2 separate regions of the Callithrix jacchus genome follow, and region 1 is linked to region 2. Evidence: chromatin contacts called from public Hi-C data. All regions are on one chromosome and are shown on one strand. The core of a region is the stretch at or near the end of the contact, and the rest is flanking DNA. Distances in the headings are between cores, read along the strand shown.

Region 1 (5,258 bases), core at 1,910-4,409, 250 kb after region 2:
TGCAGTATCAGTTGCACACACAGCTTCCTATGTGAATGCTAAGCCATTACAGGTGTCCTAAGGCCTCCAGTGAAACCTATTACCAACAGATTCCTCCGGTCTCCTCTAAGCCATCCCCAGGGCCCCCTATCCGCCCACACATTTTTGCTTCTCTCCTCCAAGCGTCTTGATTAAGAACCCACTCTCTTCTCTGCACTCCCTAGGTTAAAGTGCCCCGGTTCTTTTGGCGTAGCAGGTTACAAGCTTTCCCGTTAGGGAGACTAGTGCCTGCAGTCCTTTTTAGTTAGATGCTTTTAAGTCAGAGATGAGAGGAGCCACTTGAAGAAACCCTCCTTCCCTTCTTCCTTTCCCCCACTGGGAACCAGGTCCCTGAAGGACAACACCCAGGGACGCTTCCTGACCTTCTATCCCCTTACCCAATTTGGGCTTGGAGGGTTGGGGTCGCATTTTCTCGTGTCCTCTGCTGCACTGGATGTGTTATGTAAGAGAGGCAGAACGCGGGAGGCACATGCGTATAAAGCGCACCTATCTGTGATAACAGCTGGGGTAGCAGAGCTGATCTGGAGTCCACCCCCCACCAAATACGACAGACCCCACACAAGCACATCAGCACCCCCTCCCCCACCCTCGCATATACACGCGCGGGCGCGCGCACACACACACACACCCAGAGCAATGTTTTCCTGTCTCACCCCTACCAGTACCAGAGGCACAGAATGGAAAGGCGGGGGGTGAGGGTGAAAGGAGGTGAAAGAGGAGGAGGAGCGGCAGCAGCACATCTGCTTTGATAGCAGCCGGCAGAGCCGCCGCGGCACAGAGCCCCTCGTTAACCCCCTTCCTGTGGCTGCACCACGTCATGGAACATTCCCGGAACGGGCCAACGTTCCACCCACTTCAGGGAACAGACATAAAGGCGCAGACCCAGCTCCCCACAGTGCACAGCCCAATCACACATGTCCCTTCCCGATCCCCGGCCAGACGCACAGACAAACACGCATGCAAACCGCCCCCACCAGTCTCCACGCGCCCGGGTCCAGCCGGTAGCGGCCAGAGCCGCTCTGCGGCCGGTGCACCCGCAAGGCGAGGGCGCCTCCGCCTGAACCTTCCATCGAGACAGTCCCCTCCTTCCTCGCTTCCTTCCTTCGCTCCTTCCTTCCTTGCCAGGGAGGTAAAGGGAGTCACTGAAATGCCCGGAGCCAGCGTCTTCCCCGCCCTCGCTCGGCCGCAGGCCGGCGGCCCGGGCCTCGCGCCGCCCGCCCGCGCCGCGCGCCGCGGCCCCCTCCCCCGCTACCTGACAGCGGGCCGCCGGCGGCCGCCGCAGCCGCAGCGGTGGCCCGGCCGTGCGCGCCGGTGCACGTCGCTCATTAGTAAGCAGGCACATTCCTGCCTCCAGCGCTCCCGCGCGGCCCCCTCCCCCCAGGACATTACGCAAAGCAGCCTCCCCTCATCTGCATAGATCCGCGGCCAGGGTATTCCCCGCATTTCCCCACGCGCTCGACCCCCCTCCCGCGGTCTCCCCATCCCCGCCCCCTCCGACCCTCACCCTCCGGCCACCAGGAAGGGGCTGGGGGCGAGCACCCGGGAACCGGGGAAGGAGTTTGGCGGCGGCGATTCCAGTGTGAAGTGAAACAAGCTCCCAGCGCCGAAGGAGGCAGGAAAAACCCAGCGCCCAGGCCACTTACCCAGCCGAGGAGGGACCTAGATTCCCGCCGCTCCGCTCTCCCAGTGGCCGGTCCGCCCTCCGCGCACCCCGAGGCTGCACCCAGCACCCCACAGGCGAGACGTGGAGGAATACTGTGAACGAGCCGGGAGACCCTCCAAGTTGCTCCGGGCTCTGGGGAGCGTCAATGTCCAGGACACAACTTGGCAAAGACTTGTGCCACAGTCACCGAAGATGTTTGTGCGGAGACCCTCCTCCGGGGAGCGACGGCGCTCGGCTGCGCCCCGCTCTCCTCCTCTCCACCCCCTCACCTCCAGCCCGCCTCCCGCCGGCCGCCCGCCTCCGGGCCGCGAGCCCCTCGGGCGGCTGTCAGCTCCCGGCCACCGCCGGGTGACAGGGGCGGGAGGAGGGCGAGACGCGGCGGCCCGAGCCCTAGAGGGCGAGGGGGATCCTCGCAGCCGCGGCGGCCGCTCACCTGGAAAGTCACCGCTGAGGAGGAGGAGGAGGAGGACAGGGAGGTGGAGGGAGAGGAGGAGGGGGAGGAAACCCCCCTGGTGCCCTTGTTCTCGCTGCCGCGGCGGCCGCTCCTCGCCAAGGCTGAGCGTGTCTGGTGGGGGGTGTCTGGTAGCATTTCCTTAAGGACAGAGGGAGGGCGGGCGCGGAGGGAGGGAAGAAATCCCGACCGCCAGCCCAGGCTCCTCTTCCCTTTATTTATTTTTCTGACACTGTAAGGAGATGGGCCCGGGACAGGGGCCGCGGGGCTCAGGCGGGAGCCGCGAGGCCCGGGCCGCAGCTGTCTGCGTGCGGGAGCCGCAGCGGCCGCCTCCCCTCCCGGGCTGTGGACGCACCGGGTTATTCCTGGCAGCGCCTCCCCGAACAGAAGTTACTAGGAGGAGTGCGCGGCGAGGACGGACGGGGGGAGAGGCAGTGGGAGGGAGGGAGGAAGAGGGAGAGACTCAGCCAGCGACGTCATCGGATCCCCCAGCGTGTCCCAGGGAGGGAGGCTGAACCAGAAAAACCAGTCTGGAGCCAGCGAGCAAGGGAGGGATGCGCGGCGCGCGGGGCGACGGGGGAGGAAGGCGGTCGGGAGGGCAAGGCCTGGCCCCGCGGCTGCCGCTCCGGGCGGGGAGATCGCGGCCGCACACTCGCTCGGTCGGAGCGGGGAACTCCCCAGAGAGCCGGCCTCTACTTGTCATGCAAAAAAACTTGGGCTTCTCTGGGAGCCTGAGAATTTCCTTTAAGGATGTGGAAACCTCCTCCGTCCCCACCCCTTCCCCATTTCCCAGATAATCGTCGCCTGCCTTCCTGATGAACGGAATTATCTAATTAGTAGGGTCCTTAGATTTGGTCCAAGTACTCCGGATCCCCTGCCTCTCAACGCCCCTGCTGCCTCTACTCACAATTATGTTATCAGTCAAGAAAAGCAAAAATCAGACTGTGGCTCCTGGCTGCGTTTCTGGAGCTTTGCAGTGTTTTACTAGCACTTTCCCTGCCCTTGCGGGAGCGCGAACTTCTCAAGTGCTCGAAACGCCCGGACGGCCTTCCCTGGAGTCACTCACCAGGGTGCCCCCGGAGCCCCCGGCTCCGGGACCGCGGCCTGCCCTCGCTGGGATATTCAAATAGATGTGGGCAGCGGCGCGTGGAGCAGCTGCTGGTTTCCTGGTGGGCCACCCTGGAACCCTGGGGGGTGCTGCCGCCTTCAGCCTGTGCGCTTCCCTCACCACGCAAGGGACCAGATTTGAAATATCACCCAGCCCTGGGAGAGCGGGGCCGGGGGGGATGGGCGGGGGGGGGGCGGTGGAATCCCAGGCGAGTGGGAGCCTAAGCTCTGGGCTTCCTCCCCGGCCGGGCGTCACCCGGGGGACACCGGGGCTCCGTCGAGCCGTTACCCTGTTTGTGTGGACTGGTGTACATCCTCGAGGGAGGTTCCCAGGGCGCCACGGTGCCGGGGCGCGACGAATGACTGCGGGGCGGGGCCGGGGCCCGGAGCGCCTCCCCGGGGTGGTCTCCCCGCCAAGCGGGGACCTCGCGCAGCCTCTCCCGGGCGCCCCAGCCCCCGCGCCCCACGGCGCCCAGCCGAGCGCCCGGGGCGCCGCGGGCCCCAGCGGTCCTCCCCACCCCGCGGCAGCGCCGCCGCCCTGCCAGGGGCGGAGTAAACTGGAGACGCGCAAGATTTGACCTGGCGCGACCCGGCTTTCTGGCCGGGGTTCCCCCTGAGCAGGTGACTCCGTGGGAGGCGTGGAAATGAGTCTCTGGAATTCCGGGCCAAAGACAATAACTGTGGTTCTGCTTTTAAACCAGGTATTTCACCAACAACTGCGGAATGTTTTGTGTCTCGAGTTTCAGATTTCTCGGAAAAGGACCAAATGTCAGGACATATAAAATATCCCCTTCTCTTTTCATTAAAAATGAGTGCATTACAAAGGAAGGGCAGCCCCGTAAATGCCTTCGAGTACAGCGCTGCTGGTTTCGTTTTTGTTTTGCTTTGTTTTGTTTTTCATCCCGACCTACAATCAGTGTATTTTTGAGGTCCCCATGCAGTGGCTACAGTGCCGCCGCCGCCGTGAAGGGCAACTCTGCAAAATAAAGCGGTGATACAATTTTTTAAGCGATTTTTTTTTTTCTCAGAGGAGAAATATCCGAACAATTTGGCATAAGTTTCACTTTGTCCTTCTTTTAGGTTGATCTCATTTAAATTCAGGGCCTACTTCCACTTAAGCAACTTCTTCTTTCATTGTATAGGTTCTTTAATACCCAGCCTTTTTTTTACTTAACTTGAAGGCTTTAATTTAAAAAACTGTCCCAATCATCATTTTCTTTTAAATGTATGCAGTTGCATTTTAAACATCCATTTAACACGCAAAATGTGATTTTTTGAATTTTTTTCACTTTCAAACCCACCTGCTACATACTCCCAGAGACCATTTTATTTAATTGCTTAATAGAGAAAATTAAGCAGTTTCTTTAAGAATCCAATTTCCCTTCAACAAACACAACAGCAGCTGCCCAAGCTCCCAGAAACTAAGCAAGGCAACTATCAGGCAGCATTTTGCTTCACTAGAATGAATGTTAGTTGAGACCTTAAATACCTCTGAAAAAGACTAGATTAAAGAGAATAATGGGGATATTAAGATACTTCTGTAGTTATTTAAAATATTTTTTTAAAGAAAACCCTGCAGACATACATCCATTTTGATGATTAGGTCCCACCATCAAAGAGGACCCTGAAAACAGTTTTAGTCAAAATTTGACAAATTTTAAATAATTACTTTGTTTCAGAGGCATGAAGATGGAAAGAAGATAGCCTGCATTGAGTTGAAGTAAAGTAACAATATTGTGAATATGTGTAACTAGGTGACATCCTCTCTGCTGGGAAGAATCCTGTGTGTGTGTGTGTGTGTCACAGAGACAGGGTTTTGCTCCATTGCCCAGGCTGGAGTGCAGTGGCACAATCACTGCAACCTCTGCCTTTCAGTTTCAAGAGATCCTCCTGCCTCAGCCTCCTGAGTAGAGTGGAAGCCACTGCAGCTCTGGGGCAAATCAGCAGCAGTCGCTCCAGAGCCTGACCTACATAGGACATATAGAAAGCATTGTCTAT
Region 2 (5,378 bases), core at 1,197-3,696:
GCACGGCCCCTGGGTCCTGAAATGCTCGGTCCCATTCTGTCTGAAAGTAGCATTTCCCTTTTCCTGTTGGGCCCCTCACCAAGAGCACTTAGCGTCTGAGGCATCACCCTGGTTATACTTCCATCTGATGGTGAGGCGGCCATGCATTTCATACACTTTTCCTCTAACACAAGCACTTTCATTGTGATCATGGATTGAAATCAAATAGACACGTCAGTCAGATAAATTATCATATACTGGGTATGTATCCCCAGATCGAGTCTACCCTTTTTGCCTGGGAAAACACTCGCATGACCCACTTAACTTCCCTAGGGCTGGATGCCCTTCAAGTCTTCCTCAGGGAAGGAGAATCGTTCTCCTTGTATGAACCAAGAACACATTTTAGCTCACTCATTTCCTCAGTAGTTTAGATCTATTTTAATTGGGTAAATATTTCATTACCATAAACACAGATATTAGCAGGCATCAGAAGATACCATATCAGGCACACTGAAGCCAAGTGGCTGGAGGTGCTGTACCCCACCAATAGGCTTTTTCTTTTTTCACTGTGATAATTTCTGTTCCTTTAACATAAGACATCAGGTAGAAAACATTCCATTTGCAGACAAGAAAATCTTGTCTACTGTCTACATCTACTGTCCCATCTACATATATTTGTATGGTCCAGAGGAGGGGGGAGACCATCCCAAGCCTGGGAAGCCGTCCAGGGAAACAGGAGGAGGATGAGCCAGGGAAGTGTGTTTAGAGTGGAGAGAGCATGATCAGACTCAAGCGAAGGAGCACATCAGAGGGAAAGAAAAATCATTTTGGACGGGTGGGCAGGACAGTATAGGGAGTGCCCTGAGAGCTAGTAAGGGGTCATGGTCATGACAGCATAGGCAGTTGGGAGCCCTGCCATGACCTAGAGTGGTGGCATTTGAAAGGGAGGAGAGTTAGGAACACAGAGCAGATTGGCGCAACAGAAGTCGATGGTGAAACTTATTCATGTCTTTTTTACAGACTTTTTGGTTAAAAGTGTCAAAGCCAATGAAGTTCAGCTAATCAAGAAACAAGAACTTACTGTAAAGATGCAAAGTCATCCTCAGAAGTCAATAGCAGGAGGCATAGCCAGGGCTCTTTTGACTCTGGTTCATTCTTTAGAGTTGCCTTTTGGTTTTGTTACACACTGACTTGCTCTGATTCTCCCTTCGTATGGCCACTATGGCTCCAAAATTCATGTCTGAGCCAAGCACAGATGTTGATCTCTATTTGTCCATTTCTTTAAATCCAATTCCAAATTCCCAAGAGAAAGATACTGATTGTCCAGCTCGGCTCAGTAAGAACTCTGATGCATCCATGGCCAAAGTGGAAGGGTCATGGTGGAAACCCAGTTATTTGGGCTTCCGTTTTGTGGAGAGGGGGATGAATCCTGGAGAAATGGCATCAAGGGCTGGAAAGGAACTCCAAAAGGTGTTTACAACAACCCGCCAGAAGTCTGCTGGTGTATATTAATCCTGCCATCCTGCAAGCTCGATGTCAGTAGAGACAAAAGAAAGGGAGAAATAGAGGGAATGTTTGTCTTATTTCTAGAAACAGGTCATGTTTAGGACACATTGGAGTGCCAGCCATGGGGATGACATCAGGATAGAATGGTCTGGGCAAAGCTGAATGGGAAGAGGCATTTCCACAAAACTGCCCAAGACAGTGCACATTCTTAGGGACAGAAGAATTCAGACACCCAGGGAGGACTGCTATTTAGAATAGCTCAGAACATCACAGGTGTGCTGGCTTTCTACTTTAATGTGAAGCTGGGTGTGGAGTTTTTGAAGAGCTAAGCAAGACCTCATAGTTCCCAAAACATGGATGGAAGTGTTTGACCTCAGAACATTCTCATATTATTAATCAGCACACCAAATATTTACCAAAGACATACTCTGTGCCCAGTGCTGTTGGATACTGTAGTGCTAGGTCAGGCTGCAGAGACAGAAGGGCCATCCCTCTGCTGTTGTAGAAAGTCCCTTTGGGGGTTCTGGAGGGAATTGGATGCCAGGAAGTTTCCCAGACTCCTCTCAGCCTCCCTTCCCAAACTCAAAGAAACGTGTTCTCTCCACCCTCCTCTTCTGCCTGCCAGAGTTCCCAGATTTGTTCTGTTTTGCAGTTGCGTCAAGCCACACTCAATTCCCATCCTAGCAGAAGGCATAAATTAACATTTTATTATGTGTACTTGTTAGGGTCTCTTAAAGCAGGCATGCAAATTCAAGGCTCCCATAGTAAATTAGAGCATACCCAGATTTCACTGAAAATAAACCAGGTTGCCCTGGCCAAACCCTTGGAAAGCAGCACTTCTCTGAGCTCCCCTGGGACAGATGCTCCCCTCGGCTCCTGCCCCAGGTTGTTTACCCTGGCCCCCAGCCATTTCCTGCCCCGTTTGGCACCCCCTGTCCTGTCTGTCCAGCTGCCACTAACTCATAGGACTCCCGGTCGACTTTCACTTACGAGGAACCAATTTCACAAGCAGCTGTAGGTGAGCCTTTTATGAGCCTCTAGCGAGTGAGTGAGAGTTCTCAGCTCTTCTCCCACAAGCAGCTGGACAAATACATCTGCCTTGGCCTTCCAGGGGACCAGCTATTTTGAGATTCCCTTTGATTGGCTCTTCCTACTACTGTGCCTTTAATTGTAGCTTATAGCTCTTAAAACCTTACAGAACAGGAACGTCAAGCTAGACAGAGCTTGATTTGATTTCGCGTGGCTGTGGTGGAGGAATTAGAATTAGCAAAATTAAAAGTGAGAAGTAGTTAGTATGCACTTAGGCTCTACTAGGTTCCATGTTTCAGTGTTCTGTGGCCTTTCTTTTCTGCATGCAGATGAGGTTATATAATTTTGTGTGTGGCTGGAGAAAGGTGGTCAGGGGAAAGAGAGAAAGAAAGTTTCCTGCATTGGCACTTTGATTTTCGAAGTGCCCTTTTACATCCCTCCTATGCTGCATAATTATAAACAGCTGCCTCCTTGGGAATATTCATGGATGATCCCACCCAAATAAAGAGAGGAGGACATCACAGCCTTCCCAAGGAAGACATCATAGCCCACAGGCATCCATCACAGAGCGGAAACCCTGGTTGTGACCTGGTAGGTGGAAGGGCTGACTTCACAGGCCTTGTGCCAGCCTCGATGAGCAGGGCAAGTATTCACAGGGGATATTTGAACCTCCCTATTCTAGAGGTCACATTGGGAGACACCTTCAAATGGGTCCTATGTAGTACAAGTGTGTGTGAGTGCCTCCAGCATTCCTGCAGCCCTGCTTCCGGAAGACTGCTGGTCCCTCCACCCCTGTGGCTCTCAGGAAGTTGAGTGCTCCTTCTGAGTGCTGGAAGATACGGGGGACCTGTGCTGCCACTCGGAAGGCTCCAGTTGCCGGCCATGTTGCTATCTCTATTTTATTTCTCCTTCTGTTTTATTTCTGCTTCTTAACTTCCTCCCTCCTTCCTCCCACCTCGCTCCCGGCTTTTCTGCATCCTTTCTCTCCTTGTTTCACTCAGTTCTTCTTTGCATTTCATTTCACCTTCCTGCTCTGTAGAGAGCTATGCGTGGCTCTTACCTTCCCCCAGTGGCATTTAAAGTGTTTCTTGGTGCAAAACATCCTATTCATTGCCATAGAAACAGGAAGCTCAGTGTGGAAGAAAAAGGAAAAAAAAGAAGTCTGACACTCTGAAGCTGTGCAATGCTGTTATTTTGCCCAAATCCATAAATGGCAACATGCTGGGAGATATGCAAAAGCCTCCCCGCTGCTAGAACCAGAGAAGGAAGGCCCTTCCATTCCTAGGAGACTGTCTGCAGGTTTTAAACCAGGCCCCAGACCAGGCGAGAGCTGGCTCAGTGGAAAGAATCACTGCTTTTCCTTCACATGGAAACTCACAGCTGAGTTTAGGGAAGTCAGACTGCCAGGGCCCTGGGTGAGGAGTCAGACAGACCTGGTTCTGTGATAAATTCTGCCTCTTAAAAGCTGCAGCCTTTTGAACTCTTCACTTAACCCCTCTCAGTCTCCCTACCTGTAAACTAAGGATATTAATATTGCCACAGCCTTGTTGTCAGGCTCCAATGAGGGCTTGTGGAGCTGTGGCTTCATTGCACTTCCTGTTGGACGTGCTGGTTCCTCACCCCATCCTTGGAAAGCACAAGTTTGGGTCATCTATTCGCCATGGTAAACACCTCCTGACATAAAACTAAGTGAAGAACTTCACAATCACATAATTCCTAAAACAAAGCCAATCAGCCACGACATTCTTTAAAATGCACTAAGAAGTATTTAATTTTTACATCTTCATGCAAAACGTGGACAGGAGCCTTCTCCAAACCATTGATTTCCAAGATGCATCTTCAACCTGCCCCCAGTGCTGCCTTTCTCTTCTGGGTTCCAAGCTGTCTGGAAGCTGTTATTCCCTAAGCTGAGAACAGGCTGGGTAAGCACGGATCAGAGCTTCAAGCTAATGATGTGAAGTTTGCTGGTTTAATCGCTACCCAGCCAGTGAGTCCTCAGAGACAGTCTATGTTCTGTTCCCTGAAATGCATGCTACTTTCAACAACTACCTTTGTTCTACGTCTCTTAGATTCTGCATTTGGCATCCATTAATCACAGGGACAAATGAACAGCCAAAGTTGTTTGTGTCTTCCCTGTGATTCCCTTGCTCTGGCCCGTAAAAATTGCATTAACAACCCTCCAATCCATCCCAAGCTTGTTCCTTGAACCTCCTCATTTAACTAACTCCCACAAACCAAGTCAGAAGTCCCCTGCCCTAAATTACCCAGGGCTAGGTACCAAACAACTAGAAACCACCCCACTAGACCAGAGACCACTGACATTATTCAAACTGAGCCACCCTAAGCTGTTTCCCGGTCTTCCCTTGCCTCTCCTATGAAAACACAATGAGGGCTCTGGCCATGGTCTTCCTTTACACCTCTTTCTGCCTCCTGACCAAACCTGGTGCCTCCCCACGTGGCCTTCTGTGGTGTGACACAATGAGGGCTCTGGCCATGGTCTTCCTTTACACCTCTTTCTGCCTCCTGACCAAACCTGGTGCCTCCCCACGTGGCCTTCTGTGGTGTGGTGGCCCCTTTCTCTTGGAAACTGTAAGTAATTAAAACATTCCTTCAATAGTATTGGCCTCTCTTGTCATCACTCATTCACCTCCATAAATTAAGAGCCAGGCACAAATCAACCTTGTCCACATCTGTCATACCAGCAACAGAGATGCCCTGGTAATGAGGTGTAACTGGTTCATCACGTACACATCACACGCTTTGTGGTGCTAGCTCAGCAGCATCTTCATCTATAAATAAGTCAACCATATGTCCCACTGTGCCCTGTAGAGTCCAAATTTACCCCTAGTTGACCTGTACAATTA

What was found. A called contact is a pair of places that touch in the nucleus more often than the background predicts.
Region 1: a contact with region 2 is called in a Hi-C map of skeletal muscle, with 4 times the contacts expected there. The contact joins the promoter of LOC103792657 here to the enhancer-like site in region 2. A contact is called at or near these places in 2 of 3 Hi-C or Micro-C datasets (both in skeletal muscle).

What each region holds. Positions count from the first base shown.
Region 1 is chr4:149,754,247-149,759,504 of calJac240_pri, forward strand. LOC103792657 reads left to right here and starts at 3,160. Exons shown (of 2, transcript XM_035296887.3): 1 at 3,160-3,961. The coding sequence starts at 3,284. The coding sequence ends at 3,838. HIVEP2 (HIVEP zinc finger 2) reads right to left here and starts at 3,763. Exons shown (of 10, transcript XM_078370203.1): 1 at 3,550-3,763.
Region 2 is chr4:149,506,890-149,512,267 of calJac240_pri, forward strand. No RefSeq gene overlaps it. Among named protein-coding and RNA genes, the nearest start is that of HIVEP2, 250 kb to the right of the region's middle. Within about 2 kb of position 2,447, at least 5 of the 16 cell types and tissues checked have an H3K27ac peak or open chromatin away from gene starts, as enhancers often do. A contact at or near this core is called in skeletal muscle, where this site is marked.